Linked DNA regions of Macaca mulatta: region 1 is linked to region 2. The links are chromatin contacts, called in public Hi-C maps. All regions are on one chromosome and are shown on one strand. The core of a region is the stretch at or near the end of the contact, and the rest is flanking DNA. Distances in the headings are between cores, read along the strand shown. Region 1 holds the start of REXO2 (RNA exonuclease 2). Region 2 holds the start of RBM7 (RNA binding motif protein 7).

Region 1 (5,379 bases), core at 802-3,301, 38 kb before region 2:
CATGCCCAATCTGTCAACAAGAGAATACTTTATGGGTGTGCATTAACAGAAATTCTAAAATCTTAATATAGATCTAGAAGAATCACATGACCTAGTTGAAAAGGCAGAATTGTAAATATGGAGTCAAGTTAAAGTCAAGGTTATGATATAAAGACGCAAACACTGGCATGAGTCACCAAATCTGATGGGAGGACAGTTGGCTGTCCTACTTGCTAGGAGCACCTTACTGAGACAGCCTGAGTTAAACTATTGGCTCCCCTAATAAATAGCCACTGGGGCCTCAGACAAATTACCCAACATCTCTATGCTCAAGTGTCCTCATCTATCAAATGAGCATTACAACAAAACCTAACTTACAGTTGCTGTGAGGACTAAGAACAAAGACGTATAAAGCACTTAGAAACTGTACCTGGCATACAGTAAGCGCTCAGTAAATGACAGAATTTATGTTTCTGTAAATTTCTGGCATGGCTAATTAAAAAATAATGCTTAATTTTTTAATTTAAATTTTTAATTAATTTTTCACTAGGCTGTGAGATGGATTACTTTGGTTCTAGTACCACCCCTACCATGACCTAGCACATTACCTTAATCCATATGGACCTCAACTTTCTTATTTTTTAAATAAAGAAGCTGGAAAAAATGATGGGTATATCTCCAGTGCCCTTTAAAAAGTATGACTGTATTACATGGTATCACGTACTTCAGCCAAAATGTTGAGATCAGAGTCCGTTATCAGACAGGCCATCTCAATAATCTGGTCCTTCTCAATGTCCAATCCTGTCATCTGCAATTAAAAATAAATATATAACACACACAAAGCCATCATTCTGGCCTCTTTCACCCAAGTTTATTTAACAGAAATTCCCTCAAACATAGTCAGCTTGTAACCCATAGCCGAAACAGAAGAGAAGAATGCTCCTTGGCCAACTACTGAAGGTACTAAACACGAGTCCTCGTTTATTCAACAAACATTTACCAAGGGCCTGCTATTTGTCAAGCACTGAGATTCTACTCCGGGACAGATGCAAAGTAAGTAAAACTGGGTGCTGACATCACTCACTTTTGAAAGAGATAACTAACACCACGACGTTTCTACAGAGTTCACAAAGTTTTCACACTAATTACATCACTTGATCTTCACAATCTAATGGAAAAACTACTGTTATTATCCTCACTTCATATAAACTGAGGCTCAACGGAGGGAGGAGCCCTTGTTTCAGGCATGGAAAGCCTGAAGGGATAGGAATTGGGTTCCGGTCCCAACTCAGACTCTCACTAACTGCACGACCTTGAATGAGCTGAATCCTTTCTGTGGGCCTCAATGTTCTCACTTATGGAATGAGGGGTAGGGCTGAGTCATCTCCGGAGTCCCGTCTGACTCTAACAACCTACGGTCCTTTAAGGATTTAGTTGGGGGAGGCTAAGAAGAGCCGCTGCCCCCGCCCCCACTCCAGTGACCCAAGCCCAGAGACGCCAGAGCGTTAGGAAAAGTCCACATCTGGGCGGAGGGGCGGGCAGGAGAGGAAGCCACACGGAGGACTCCTCCCTTGTGGAAAGAAGCCCTACAGCCCAGCAGTGCGCCCCACGCCCGCAGGACTCCTGCCTCCGGACTTGCCCTGCGCCGCCCCTGGCCGGCGGCGCTAACCTGCCACACCTGAGACCCAGACCCCCGCCGCTCTCCCAGGACAGGCTCGGCTCCTCGGTCCCACGCGCGAAACCTCACTCGCCTTCCCCAAGCCCCCCGCCGACCTCACTCACCTCCAGGTCCACCCAGACCATCCGCTGAGCCATGCTCTCCCCTGCCGCCATGGCTGCGCCACCTTCGCGTACACCTCGCGTCCCAAACCGTCCGCGACTCCCACCTACACCCCGCAACAGCCTGGAGCCCAGGGAGCCGCCTAGCATCACCCGGCACCAGCAGCCACGGCCCCAGTCTCGTAGCCGGCGCTGGCGCAGGCGCAATAGTCGCTAAACGTCGCAAACCCGCGGGGAGGCGCACGAGCTGAAACCACACGTCCCAGCGTGCGGTGCGCCGGCTCGCCCTCAACAGCCCGGCTTGGCTGCCGAAGGGAATGATGGGACTTAGAGTCTCACCTGCGGTTGCGACCGGATGCCCCACCCCCGCCACGTGTTTTTCGGGTGTTACTGGACGCGCTTGTTTTGCACTGCTAAGTTTGTTTGCTTCCAGGAGTTATTTCCTGAGTTTTGGTTAGTTGTAACCGCGCAGTTAAAAAAGAACTCTTCCTTTGGTTGGTTGGAAAAGATCTGATTATCTATGTATGGTGTTTTTTTCATGTATCTCTTTCCTTTTTTGCTTTTCTTTCTTTTTTTTTTTTTTTTAACTTACCTGCCCCTCTATTCCACAAACTGGATATTTTCCTCATTTTTTTGGGACCAAGAGGCAGTGTGCTTTTGGGGGCCAGAAGGCCATTAACATTATCATCAAATCATTTAGAAATATTTACATGAGATCTTGTCTGAGAAATCATTTAGCACGTATTAGGTGTTCAGTCAAAGTTAGTTACCTTCCTTCATTTCGTTATGGGAAAAGGGTCCTGATCCAGGCTCAAAGAGTGGGTTCTTAGACCTCCTGCAAGAAAGAGTTCAGGGCGAATCCATAAAGTGAAAGCAAGTTTATTAAAAGTAAAGAAATAAAGAATGCCTACTCCATAGGCAGAGCAGGGGCATGGGCAACTGAGTATACTTACAGTTATTTCTTGATTGTATACTAAAGGGGTGGATTATTCATAAGTTCTCCGGGAAAGGGGTGGACAATTCCGGGAACTGAGGGTTCCTCCGATTTTAGATCAGATATGGTAACTTCCTAAGGTTGCCATGGCATCTGTAAACTGTCATGGCACTGGTAGGAGTGTCGTTTAGCATGCTAATGCATTATAATTCGTGTATAATGAGTAGTGAGGATGACTAGAGGTCATTTTGTCATCTTGGTTTTGGTGGGTTTTGGCCAGCTTCTTTACAACACCCTGTTTTATCAACAAGGTCTTTGTGACCTGTATCTTGTGCTGACCTCCTATCTCTTCCTGGGACTTAGAATGCCTAACCTCCTGGGAATGCAGCCCAGTAGGTCTCAGCATTGTTTTACCCAGCCCCTATTCAAGATAGGATCACTCTTCAAATGCCTCTGACAATTTGGCCAAGGGTTATCCCTTATTCCTTATGAAACGTGTCTGCATGATGACAACTTGCTGTTCTATTATTAAAAGTTTTCAAAGTTAAATCTCGCCCTCTTATAACAAATCTATGCAGTAAACTAACTTAAAATGAACTGAAACAATTCTGCCTGCTCTGTCATCATCTTTGGCTTTGATCCAGGTGTCTTTAATCTCCTGCAATGATAGCTGTAATGTCCAGCATTCCTAGGAGTCCAGGTGGCCAGCATCAGGACCTTTAGCCCTGAAATGTCAAATTTTGTGAGTCTCTTAAATCTTGGCTATCCGGTAACAAATTTGTGGCAGAGTGCCACTTTGTCACAAATGTCAATCTGGGCTTTGAATTGTAATCTCTATGTATTTTTCTGAAAGCCATATTGCTACTCATTACAGAGCTTGTGGTCCATCCTACCTGGTGAGCTGGTTTTATGAGAGAGAAACTTTGTTGCCTAATTGGAGCTTTAAGGAAAGTGTAGGGTACTGGATTTCACCTTCTACTGATTTTCTGTACCCAACCCATGACCTGCAACGGCCCAGAGAAACTCTTTGAAGGGTCATCAAAAGGTATGCGCAGATTATACACATAAAGACTTACTGTGCACAATGCATATATATTTTACCTGCATTGCCTGATGTCGCATTGTTTTGCTATAGTTTTTTACCCATTTGTAGCCTACTTTATAAAAAATGGTCTGCATTTCTTCTTTAGTTTTTTTCTTAGCTTTAAACTTGATTCATTGAAAGTAGAGTCAGTTGAGTCCGGGCGTGGTGACTCACACCTGTAATCCCAGCACTTTGGGAGGCCGAGGTGGGCGGATCATGAGGTCAGGAGTTCGAGATCAGGCTGGCCAACATACTGAAACCCCGTCTCTACTAAAAACACAAAAATTAGCTGGGCATGGTGGCAAACGCCTGTAGTCCCAGCTACTGAGGAGGCTGAGGCAGGAGAATCGCTTGAACCCAGGAGGTGGAGGTTACAGTGAGCTGAGATTGCACCACTGCACTCCAGCCTGGGCAATAAAGCAAGACTCCATCCCAAAAAAAAAAGAGTAGAGTCAGCTGAAGTACAGAAAGCTTTATCAATCGGGCTTGTTATGATCTTCTTAAAGTATTATGTATCTAAAATTTTAAAGAACACTATTTTTTTTCAACTTTACTACTGGAATAATGTTTCTAATAGGACATGGCTAAGGACACACAAACCCTTCCCTCTTTTGAGAGATAACTACTTTTTTACATATTTTTTAATTTTTATTTTTTAAATTGTGATAAAAGATAATACAAAAATTTACAATTTTAGCCATTTTCCTTATAAAGTAGGCATCCCCAACCCCTGGGCTGCAGATCGGTGCAGACGAGTAACAGTCCGTGTCATGTTAAGAACCGGGCTGCTCTGCCAGAAGTGAGGGGTGGGGGAGCGAGTATTACCACCTGAACCCTGCCTCCAGTCAGATCAGCAGTGGCATCAGATTCTCAAACGAGCACAAACCCTATGTTGTGAACTGTGCATGCGAGGCATCTAGGTTGCGTGCTCCTTATGAGAATCTAACTAATGCTTGATGATCTGAGGTGGAACGGTTTCATCCTGAAACCATTACTCCCCTACCCCCATCCATGGAATAATTGTCTTTCATGAAACTGGTCCCTGGTGCCAAAAAGGTTGGGGACCACTGGTATAAAGCATGGTGGCATTAAGTACATTCACATTGTTGTGCAACCATCACCACCATTTATCTCCAGAACTTTTTCATCTTCCCAACGGAAACTCCATCCCATTAGACACTAACTCCCCATCTCCACCCATCCACTACTCCCAGCCCCTGGCAACCACTATTCTACTTTTTGTCTCTAAGAATTTGACTACTCTATGTACCTCTTACAAGTAGACTTATGCAGTATTTGTCTTTTCATATCTGGCTTATTTCATTTACTATCATCTCTTCAAAGTTCATCCATGTTGTAGCATGTGTCAGAATGTTCTTTCTTTTTCAAGCTGAATAATATTTCATTGTATGTATGTATCACATTTTGTATCCATTAATCCATTAATGGACACTCTTGTTGCCTCCACCCTGTGGCTACTGTGAATATTTACATGGTTTTAAATTTTAATTGTTATATTTTATTTTATTTTTGAGACAGGGTCTCACTCTGTCACCCAGGCTGGAGTTCAGTGGCGTGATCACACCTCACTGCAACCTCCATC
Region 2 (5,673 bases), core at 690-3,189:
TGGGAGGCTGAGGTGGGCAGATTTCTTGAGGCCAGGAGTTCGAGACCAGCCTGACCAACATGGTGAAACCCCATCTCTACTAAAAATACAAAGAATTAGCCAGGCGTGGTGGCGTGCACCTGTAATCCCAGCTACTCAGGAGGCTAAGGCAGGAGAATCGCTTGAACCTGGGAGGTGGAGGTTGCAGTGAGCTGAGATTGTGCCACTGCACTCCAGCCGAGGGTAAGACTCCCACTCAAAAAAAAATCTCGAACTGCTGTAGACTGCTTTACGGCTTCATCAGAGTGAAAATTATAAGTGTATAATATCAGATAAGCAAAACAAAGCATTCCATAAATATCCAATCTGACCACAATTTTCTGATCTCCGCCCTAAATTGTAAGACTGGATACATGGACAGTTTCATCCTCACATGATCAAGAATCAAAATATATGCAAGTAATTACCAAGCAGCCAGGAGAAGCATTTTCAGAAAACAAACCTAGCTCTTTTCAGAGCACCCAAGCCCAACTCTCTTAGTGATACAGTTTATGTTCTTTTCACTAACCCAAAATGAAACTTTAAGCTCAGTTTTAAAATTATAATTTCAAAATCCATGTGTCAATGTTACCTGTTTTCAAGATAAAGTTTGCTAATCACAATGCTTAAGAAAGCAGTTTCATCTACAAATAAGAGGTTCTTTAAAACTGAATAATAAATTTAAAAACAGCAGGAAACAATGCCCCCTAACCTCAATGGACATTTACCTGATCTAAATTGAATTTTGATAGGCCTTCCGTAAAGTTTGATTCCATTAAGTAGATTCATTGCATAAGGAACAGATACTTCATGTTTGAAATTCACAAACGCAAACTGCTTTGGTTTACCATCCTTATCTTTTGGAATTTTCACCTTTATTACTGGCCCAGCCTACAAACAAAAAGGTGTTTAGAATTTAAATAAAGCAACTAAAGGAAAACACTCAAATTTTACAAATACGAGACGTCAAAGTTTATAAACAACAGAAATGTAATCAGAAACTTCTTTTAAAAATGATGCACGGATTTCCATTTTGGCTACAGTAAACATCCTAGTTATGATCGAACATTAGATTTATTTGGGGAAGGGGGCCATTAAGAAACTGGAAACACAATCACTTTCGCAGTTCACAGCACTGTATGGCCTCTTAGCATAGTGAACAATCGCCATTATTTTGCCACTCCATGAAAATGAACATTTATCAAGAACAAGAGAATGATTTTCTTGAACCAAAAACTGACTTTTGTATTGATTAATCAAACAATACCAGTTATTAGGGGATAGGGATGGGGGGAATGGGATACTCAGAATTTTCCACACATTTTAATATAGCAACACTAAAATACTGTTTTTCTACGGAGTACTTAACGATTTTATTTTACATATTTTAATAATGTTGCAATTTGATAAGCAAACTTTAAGGGAAAACTGACACAAATAAATTAAAATATTAAGTTCACCAAAGACAAATTATCCTAAGTGGAAAATGAGAACAGGAGGGATAAGAAAAAGCACTGCTCAACGAAGACCCTACACACACACTATGTTCCCAAGGATGCCTGGATCTCCAATTACCCCAAACTTGACCGATGATCCCTCCACCACCTTTAGTCGTCACTTTTGGCCTAAACGAACCAAGATCTTCCAGAAAAGCGACACCCAGCGAGCGTTTCGCAACCCAGACGCGCCCTTCACCCCCAAACAGCCACCAGTCGGGTCCCCTGACGGCCACGAAAAGAAAAAGGGGTGGTCGCTGGGCCAGGCCCTAGGCGAGACGGAAAACGAAAGGCAAAAGAGCCGAACTCATCTGCTTACCTGGTGGAAAAGCTCGAAAAGGAGCTCCTCGGTCACTTTCGTTTCAAGGTTGCCCACAAAGAGAGTCCGATCCGCTTCCGCCGCCGCCGCCCCCATCTCAGCGTCGCCCCCTCCCTAACCTGGCCAAAAGGTCGTGGCCGACGCACCCACTGCGCATTCACGGAAGCCCCACGTCCTCACGCTCCCTGGCGTCACCAACGCAAACGTCCGTTGCGCTTGCTCTCAGCGGGCGTCGACTTGTGCGGACGGAGTGCGCATGCTCGCCAGGATAGCGCTCGATAAAGGCAGGGCGGTGTCTGGCTTTTCCGCAGGCTCAGTTATGGCTTCCGGTGTGGTTAGTCACCCGGTCCGAGACAGGCTGAACTGATCTGGGGAGCCGCGAAGGGCCTGCCTTGACCGAGGGACGTAACGCAAATACTGCGGGTGGTGTTTGAAGATGGCCCTGAACAATGTGTCCCTGTCCGCCGGTGATCAGAGGAGCAGGGTGGCCCACGGCTCTTCCCACAGCGACCTCAGACCGCGGGCGTCAGCGTTGGCAATGGTCTCTGGAGACGGCTTCCTCGTTTCCAGACCTGAAGCGATTCATCTAGGACCTCGGCAGGCTTTGCGACCAAGCGTTCGTGCCGAGAGCCGTCGAGTGAATGGTGGCGGCCGCAGCCCAACCCGCTTTATAAACGGAAGGGAACCGGATGGCCGGGGCCGGAGCCGCCAGGCCAGATTCTCACCTTACCCTGGCGTTGAACCCGACCTCCTAAGAAGTGTGCTGCAACAGCGTTTGATTGCATTAGGAGGTGTCATCGCGGCTCGAATTTCAGTTTAAACGACCGCCTTTCCTCCTTTCCTCTGGCCCTCACTTACCTTGTGAAGAGGCCTTTTTAAAATCCTTTCTTGGTGTAGCAGCAATCTTGTTGTCTTATTTTTAGATGAATGCATTTTCATTTAATACGTGGGAGTTATATGAATATATCCTAGCACTAACAGAAGTGTAACAGGTAATTGATTTAGGTGGTTTTATGCAGCCAGAATGATTGGATCAGGAAAGGGGTGGAAGGGATATTCTTAGGTCGTCACAAAGCTGAGCTGATGGGATCATCCTCCCCAGAGGTCAACAAGCCATTCGTTAACTCAGACACTTTACCTTTACTTCTGTTGGCGAAAAAGTACTCCTTTTTATTACAGTGATTTATCCTTCCATCTTTTCCTTGACATTTACCATCTTCCATCTCTCCCTTCACTTTTTTCAGATGTGTCTACAAACAAACAACAATCTCAGTCGCACTAAAAATAAGAACAAAACCTAAACCTTACTGTTCTTTCCAATTATTAACTCAGTTTACATTCCTTTCTTTGGCAAAGGTTGCAAATTTTTACTTTATATTTGTAATTTTACTATTTGCATTCAGTCCCAGCGCCTTAATCTGAATCTGCTGTCCTAAAGTACACTGGTGAAAACATTAGTTGTACAATCTCCAATCAGAAAACTGTTCATCTCACTGTAGTGCCCTCCTTGAAATTTGTGTTTACTCATTAAACTGACAATATTTGGGGATCCCTGTAGTAAACACTGTGTATGAACTTTACACAGTCTGGCCATCAAGAAAGATCACGGAGTATATTCTAGATGGGGAGGCTACTAAGTGAATAGGAATCACCACACTGGGCTGTGTAAAGATAAGTACTGGTTGCAGTGGCTTTTTTTTTTTTTTCCCCCTTCATAATACTGCACTGTCCTGGTTCTTCTCTTACCTGGCTGATCACTCCTTAAATTTGCTGATATTTTTGTTCTCTTAAGCATACATTTTAAAGGGTGGTATTGTGAGAAAGTTACTGGGTTTTGTAAGTGCCAGCTCTTCATATAAGCAGGTAGACTAGCTTTTTCCCAGCAGACGCTTGTCTGTTTAGACTTCCTTAAAATAATTATGTTCAAATAAAGCAAAATCTCCATACACCACATAGTATTGAATTGTTAGAACTACATGTTAAGAATGTTGAGTCAACAAGATAGCTTCCATAAGAGGGTGAATTAATGTAGTGAGAATTCTAGAAACCAGATCATAGGAAGAATGATTAAAAGAATAGTAATATCTACCTTTTATTGAGTGCTATGTGCAAGTCAATGTGCTAGGACTTTTATTGTTTATAGAGATATTTATTGAGAACTTACTCTGTACCTGCTACTGCCTGCAGTAAGCACTTAGAATAAAGTGGTAAACATGATAAAGTATCTGTTCCTAAGGAACTTTGTATGTTATTTGATTCTCACAGCAGCCCATAAGGGAGTACTTTACTTTCATTTTGTTGCTGAAAAACAGTCTGAAGGTGATAAAATAAACTTTCCAAGGTCATATAGCTAGTAAATGATAGAGCCCTGCAGCCTTTCAAATGAGGTTCCTCATCTGAATGCAGAAAAAAATGACTTGAGTAACTATTTTCTTAACTTTCCCAAGGATAATACATAACTAATATTTTTTTCAGATAACTAAAAAGAAGTTAGTTTGTAATATACAATGGATGCCTTAACCTGAGCATTACAAAAACCCGTGGTTGAGAAAGGAATTCCAAACTATAAACAGAGTTTTAGGCTGGGGAAGAAGAATAAAATTAAAGCTGAAGATAAAGAAGACTTTCTTAAAACTTAGAGATGCCTAGTAGTGAAAAATACCACCTCAAAAGGTAATGAATTAGCTGCCAGAAAGTTCAGATAGAGGCTGAATCTCGTGAAGGGTTTTGTCAAAGGAATTCTCATAGTGTGAAATATGGCTAGATGGCTTCTTCATTTTTCCCCATTTAGTATATAATCCTATGCTTTAAAAAATAAACTCGGTTAAAGTTGGAAATGGGGAATCGGCAGATGAGAAGAGAAAAATTAGGTATGACACATCGGGTGACAATATCAGCAAATAAGGGCACCTGGGAGTGGAAGAGGGTGCCATCAATTATGCTGAAGTGACAGGCAGACCAGTTGGCTCATAATTATCACCTACAAAATGATTCGGCACTAAATATGCCTTGAAAGCATATTTTTTAGCTTATGAGGGAAAAGAGGATGAGATTTGTCAAATGAAAGAACACAAGTCACAAAAGTACACAAAAGTGCTCAAGAACAAGGGAGGACCAAGTGGGAGTGTGACTTCATTTCTGTTTGTTCTGGAATGGGGTCATCAAGAATAGGGCTTTGGTTGAATAATAGTGTATGTGCAGTAAAAAAGAAAATGGTGTGGTTTGTGTTTTGTTTGGCAGGAGGAGAACCTTGTTCACATAAATGCTCCATTATTTTAAATCTGAGTCAATGGATATCTAAATTCTTGTTCTTAACATGTGCAGTAGCATTCAAGTTACATTGTGACCCTCGAGTCACAACAAAGACTGTATTGTAGAAGCACAAACCAACATAAACCCCTTTTTAATTAAATTATCTAAAGCAGAGCCAACTAAGTTTCCCAAGAGCAGACCTTATTATTAAACATCCATATATTAGTGCACAAAATGAATTTTTATATAATATCAATGATTAAACATAGCATGTTGTCATTCTAAAATAGATGAGTTCTAAGAATAGTCCCAAACAGTTACACTTCTGTAAGTTTTTTAAAAGCCATTGTAACTTTCAATTTGTTTTTACTGCCCCTACTTCTTACATCATACTGCAACTCGCTAGCATATGTTGAAATGTCCTAATAAGATATTCACTTCCTCTATTCATCAGCACTAAAACTCCTAAAAAGCAGTTTTAAGAACTCTGAAAAAGAAGAGTTGTGTTATTTTTGTTTCGTTTTGTTTTAATATCCATTTGGAAGATTGAAAAAAGAGACCAATGAGATTGCTTCCCTCAATAGCCAG

The links. Hi-C and Micro-C count contacts between places; a contact is called where the count stands out from the background.
Region 1: a Hi-C map of liver shows a contact between it and region 2, with 2.4 times the contacts expected there. The contact joins the promoter of REXO2 here to the promoter of RBM7 in region 2. A contact is called at or near these places in 3 of 14 Hi-C or Micro-C datasets (CD4 T cells, blood and liver).

What each region holds. Positions count from the first base shown.
Region 1 is chr14:115,189,893-115,195,271 of T2T-MMU8v2.0, reverse strand. REXO2 (RNA exonuclease 2) reads right to left here and starts at 2,051. Exons shown (of 7, transcript NM_001193813.1): 1 at 1,762-2,051; 2 at 704-787. The coding sequence starts at 1,908.
Region 2 is chr14:115,151,549-115,157,221 of T2T-MMU8v2.0, reverse strand. RBM7 (RNA binding motif protein 7) reads right to left here and starts at 1,939. Exons shown (of 5, transcript NM_001261071.1): 1 at 1,834-1,939; 2 at 747-909. The coding sequence starts at 1,929. C14H11orf71 (chromosome 14 C11orf71 homolog) reads left to right here and starts at 2,141. Exons shown (of 1, transcript XM_015115758.3): 1 at 2,141-4,055. The coding sequence starts at 2,270. The coding sequence ends at 2,653.